Regions from separate parts of the Mus musculus genome. Here region 2 is linked to region 1. A link is a contact called in public HiChIP or PLAC-seq data. All regions are on one chromosome and are shown on one strand. Each heading gives the region's core, a stretch centred on a gene start, on an enhancer-like site or on the middle of the called end of the contact. The rest is flanking DNA. Distances are from core to core; before and after follow the strand shown. Region 1 has its middle 4.0 kb from the start of Gm32224. Region 2 overlaps Zmiz1os1 (a long non-coding RNA gene).

Region 1 (2,700 bases), core at 197-2,696:
TTTTGCTTGGAAATAAGATGCCACCATTTGACACATGTAAGGGGATCCAGGTATTCTCATGACACCTTCTTGAGGCTCTTCCGTTGATGTCACAAATCCCTACGGTCAATAAAGTACTTGTTGCACAAGCACGAGGACCTGAATTTGGATCCCTTAGCACTCATGTGAAAAGGTTATGGTGGCATGACCTTGTAATTCCAACATTGGGGAGGGAGAGACAAGCTGGTCCCTGGGGCTCCATGGTCAATCGGCATAGCTGAAAGCATAGAGCTTCAAGTACAAGGGAGAGACTGTTTCAAAGGAACAAGGTAGAGGGCTCCTGTACAAGTGATGTTGTGAGTTGACCTCTGACCTCCACAGGCGCATGCATTCCTCCTCTACCGACAAATGCAAACCTTGTCTTTATTATCTACACAGAGCCCCACCCCATCCCGGAAAGTCCTCCGGCCATGGCCAGCAGGTACCATGTGCCTACTTGCCTTGGCCTCAACCCAAGGACAATGTTCGAGGATTTGAAGTTCTGGAGCTTTGGGTTCCTAATATCAGAAGGCCTCTGGACAGTGTTTCCACAAGCTACAGGCAAGAGATTTATTGCCCGCCAAGCTTGAACATCGATGGTGTTCTTTTTCCTCGTCCCAGAGCCTCTGAAGGAAAGCAGAGGGGCCCGTTGAACTCTGAGCTGCCTGTGGAGGGAAGGAATTGTCCACAGCGGTTGCATTGAACTGCTTCCAATGGTGAACATGCTCCCAAACTGACCAGCCTTGAAACAAGCCATCCAAGGTCAGAATGATCTTGAATGGATCTTTGCCGTGCCAGAGCCCCACCTGCTCTAGCGATGCCCCTGGGACTCAATATTGTACGTGGAGGAAGGGTGGGTGGAAGATACATCTAACCCTTTAGGGAATCATCTCTGTGGCAGAGTTTGGGGGACAGGGACCTTACTAGTCCCTGGCTCCTGGCCAGCCAGCTGCCAGGGGAGGCTAATGAAGCCCTATCAGTTCTTTGCCTTGTCCTTCCCTCTGGTTAATGGGGGTGGTCTTCACGGTGGCCGAATTGAGCCCAGGAGCCTGGAGCAGAGCCCTTAATGAGGGCAGCCTGGTGATGAAAGGCCCCTTAAGCTTCAGCCACCATTACTACACGATGAAATAAATGCAGTCGGGCTCAGAGCTGCACACGAATAAATTTGAATAGCAAGACACAAATGCGGCCCTTAACTCTGACGCGCAAATAGAGTTTAATACCGAGGTAAACTGAGACCGCTTTTATTTATTGCTGTGTAAATGTATTTAAAAAGTATTGGCTTTGTGCAGCTACAGAGGCCGGCTCCTCCACAGCCTGGCACTTTCATGCCCGCCGCTGTTATTAGAGCTGTAATGAATGGGCCACTCTGAGTGTGCTCTTCAGAAGGGCTGCAGAGGTACAAGATTAATGGGGTGACAGCATCGAAAGGTACAGACAGCCCCTGTTTCCCAGCCGTGGTGCGCTGTCTACAGGAGCACCTCTGCCTTTGTTTGCTCTGCAGTGGCTGTGAGGCTGCTGTGGATAAACGTTGGCAGGAGCCAGGCTCAGGGACAGAGGCTGCAAAGTGGAGGCAGCCCTGAGATCAGGGAACCAGGAGCCTGCAAGTCCCACTAGCCACCATGCTGGGGTCCAGCACCTTCTCCCTGCAGGGGGCGATCCCTTGTTAGCTACTAGCTGTTCCAGCTACTGCCCCCACCCCAGGCTGCACTGCACCTGCAGTCAAAAACACATCCACACTTGTTTTTGTGTCTGACCATCCATTGCCTCCCCACTCTTTCCTTTTTAGGGATCCTCTCATTGCTTCTGAAACCCAGTAGCAACCACATTCAAGGTGGGGAGTTGAGTGTGCTGTAGAGCTGCTTCGTAGAAAACGGCATGGTGCATTTAATATCCCTCTGTGGATAGGTCTGCAGGGCAGGGTGGTCAGATATTAATGCAAAAGTGAGCTCGGGCAGTGGTTCAAAGGGGGTGGAATGTCCTGAGCTGGGAATCCGCAAATCACTTACAGAGAAATTACTTAGAGGGTTGAAAAAATGAACTAGTATCTCACATCCCTAGAAGGAGGGTACTGAACACATTTTATAGATATGGACCACAGGGGCAGAAAGAGAAAAATGTATACCCAATGTTACACGGCAGAGGTGAAAATGACCCTCTTCAGTATATCAGGGTGGTGACATGCCATGGCTGGCTGGCAAAGCCTTCTTTCCTAACGTTCACACTTCAGTAATGGCCTGGGTAGCTTGTGAAGAACGGATGCTGGCTAAGGAGCAGGGATTTCACCTCTAGGCTCAGGGATGGGGATCTGGCAAAAGTACAGCAAGTAGAGGCTGTGTGAGCCGGGTAAGTTGCTCTGCCTCTCTGAGCCTCAAGTTGCTCATTTTTTTCAACATCCAATGCTGTGCGCTTTGCATAGAAATGCATACACCTACAATACTCAAACAACACGTGGCAAGGGGATGGATGGGGAGATGGCTAGGTCGGAAGGCACATGTGTAAGCAGTAGGACCTGAGTTCAAACTCCAGCACACAGGTAAAACGCCATGTGCTGTGAGTGTGCACCTGTAATCCCAGCACAGAGACGTGGAGCCAGGAGGATGCCTGGAGCCGAGTGACTTTAGGCACGTGGTGAACTCCAAGTTCAGTGAAATCAGGTACTGGGCAATACGGAGGACACTT
Region 2 (2,700 bases), core at 7-2,506, 200 kb after region 1:
TCCCTGAGCTTCTCAGCCTACCCGTGATAGCTTTGGGTTTCTCTATAGTGCTGGATACATCACTTACAGACTGAGTTGTAGAAAATGGTTTTCTACGTCTCGATATACACATGTTCATACATAGTGTGCATTACTCATCTATCTCCCCCACCTCTTCCCTCTTCTATAAAAACTCAGGTTTCATAAGGATAACTGCTGTCTACTCAACCAACTCATCAAGTATTGGGTGGGTGGATGGACGGATGGATGGATGATGGATGGATATAATGGATGGATGGGTGGATGGGATGGGATAGATGGGTGAATGGATAGATGGATAGATGGATAGATGGATGGGGTGGGATAGGATAGATGGATAAATGAATGGATGGGTAGATGTATAGATGAAATGGATGGGTGGATGGATGAATGGAATGGATGGACAGAGGGATGGATGGATGGATGGATGGATGGTATGGATAGATGGATGGGTGATTGATGGATGGAATGGATGGATGGATGGATGGATGAGATGGATGGATGGATGGATGGATGGATGGAATGGGATGGGGGAATTGAATGGATGGATGGGTGGGTGGGTGGATAGATGGATGAATGGATGGATGGATGGATGGATGGATGAATAGATGGATAGATGGATGGATTGAATGGATGGATGGATGGATGGATGAATAGAATGGATGGATGGATGGATGGATGGATGGATAGATGGATCGATGATAGATGGAATGGGTGGATGGATGGATAGATAGATAGATAGATAGATAGATAGATAGGTGGATAGATGGGTAGGTGAATAGATTGATGGATGGATAGAATAGATGGATGGATAGACGGATAGATGGACAAGTAAATGAGCCAAGGAATGATCAGGGAGACGAGAGAATCCTGTTCAATCTCCATCCTTAAACATGAGAACCCAAGAAAAAAGCAACTTCAATCCAGCCACAAAAAATTCAGAAAAGTACAAGCTTGCCCTTGTTTTCTAAGTAGCTCTGGGAAAGTAGCTCATGCTATGTGAGCCCTTGTTCTTCAGCAGCAAATAAGTACCACTGTTTCTCAATAGGACGCCATCATAAACCTGGGACATGCAGCCAGTCCACTATCTGTGTCGTTTCCTCCCCATCCTCACTTGCTTGCCTTTCTTGGTCTCAGCAGAGAAAGTTTCACTTCCACAGGTTGACAAGAGAGTATGGTACCACACCAGATGTGCTGTGGTGAAAAGAGAGAAGAAGCAGGAACCTGAGCCCCACCTCCTGGTGGTCTCTTGGGAGGGCGGGTGGCTAGACTCTTATCCAGGACTGAAAGAGAGATAGGCAGCCCTTCCCAGATCATCTGGCCCTAGGGAAATGTCTCTTGGCTGGTCCCTGTGTGCCTTGCATCTGTTTCCATCTTATCCTGATATTTGTATAAAATGTGTCCCCTGGGAAATGAGATGGCTAGAAAGGCTAGATTTGGCATGTGCCAGCCAACTTCTGCTCATGGCCCTTCTCATCTATAGTGGCCCGCTGTGGCAGTAGGGGCTGGTCTCCAAGACTCTGAAGCCCAATGAGCTCCTTTGGGATACTTTTCTAAACGTTCAGGTAGGGTAGCCTCTGGCATTTATGTCCCCATGTGCCCTGTAGGTCTGTCATTATGACTTAGTCCTTGTTGTTAAGATTTATTTATTTATTTATTTATTTTTGCCAGGCAGTGGTGCTGCACACCTTTAATTCCAGGACTCAGGAGGCAGGGGTAGAAGGATATCTGAGTTTGAGGCCAGTCTGGACTACAAAATGAGTTCTTTGACAGTCAGGGCTACACAGAGAAATGCTGTCTCAAAAGAATTATTTTTGATTAATTTGTATGAGAGTTTTGGCTGTATGTATGTCTGTGCACCATGTGTACCTGGTCATGTTGGATCCTCTGTAACTGGAGTTAGAGTTCTGGTGGGCACTGGGAACAGAATCTAAGACCTCTGGAAAAGCAGCAAGTGCTTATAACCACTGAGCCATCTCTCCAGCCAGCCTGTGATGAGTTGTGATTCCAAGTGGTGACAGAGCCACATGGATGCTGAGACATCTGTCTAAAAAGCAAATACTGGATCTCCAGCTGTCTCCACAATCACAAAGTCCTCCTTCCTATCTTGTACCATGCATGGAGACCCCTGCAAAAGAGTGAAAGCTGAACGGGAGGATAAGGAAGGGTACTCAGAAGTGTGTAAATATTGGGGATAGATTGTAGGAACATATGTTAGGGTCATTAAAATAAATGAAATAAAGGTAAACAATTTTTATTTAATCCAGACTTGGTGTCTTAGTTAGGGCTTTATTGCCGTGAAGAAACACCATGACCAAGGCAACTCTTACAAAGGAAAATATTTCATTGAGGCTGGCTTACAGTTTTAGAAGTTCAGCCCATTATCATCAGGGCAGGAAGCATGGCAGTGTCCAGGAAGACATGGTGCTGGAGAAGGAGCTGAGAATTCGACATCTTGATCTGAAGGCAGCCAGGAAGAAGACTGACTCCTTCTTCCACACTGGGTAGAGATGAAGCACTAGGAGCCCTCAAAGCCTATCTACACAGTGACACACTTCCTCCAACAAGACCACACCTCCTAAAAGCAACAGTCCCCTGGGCCAAGCATATTCAAACCACCATACTTGGGTACAGCCATAAAAATGTCCTTTTATGAGAAGACCCTTCTCTGTGTCTTCTGGA

The links. HiChIP or PLAC-seq counts read pairs in DNA pulled down with a chosen protein or histone mark.
Region 2: a contact with region 1 is called in a RAD21 HiChIP or PLAC-seq map of pro-B cells, with 5 times the contacts expected there. The contact joins two enhancer-like sites. A contact is called at or near these places in 2 of 15 datasets of contacts at CTCF or cohesin (large pre-B cells and pro-B cells), 9 of 484 Hi-C or Micro-C datasets (the AML12 cell line, cerebral cortex, conventional type 1 dendritic cells and 4 more) and 9 of 115 datasets of contacts at active chromatin or transcription factors (astrocytes, differentiating embryonic stem cells, embryonic basal ganglia and 5 more).

The regions. Positions count from the first base shown.
Region 1 is chr14:25,122,660-25,125,359 of GRCm38.p6, forward strand. No RefSeq gene overlaps it. Among named protein-coding and RNA genes, the nearest start is that of Gm32224, 4.0 kb to the right of the region's middle. Within about 2 kb of position 1,447, at least 20 of the 459 cell types and tissues checked have an H3K27ac peak or open chromatin away from gene starts, as enhancers often do. A contact at or near this core is called in pro-B cells, where this site is marked.
Region 2 is chr14:25,324,870-25,327,569 of GRCm38.p6, forward strand. The region is part of intron 1 of Zmiz1os1 (a long non-coding RNA gene); the gene reads right to left. Among named protein-coding and RNA genes, the nearest start is that of Gm41113, 53 kb to the right of the region's middle. Within about 2 kb of position 1,257, at least 12 of the 459 cell types and tissues checked have an H3K27ac peak or open chromatin away from gene starts, as enhancers often do. A contact at or near this core is called in pro-B cells, where this site is marked.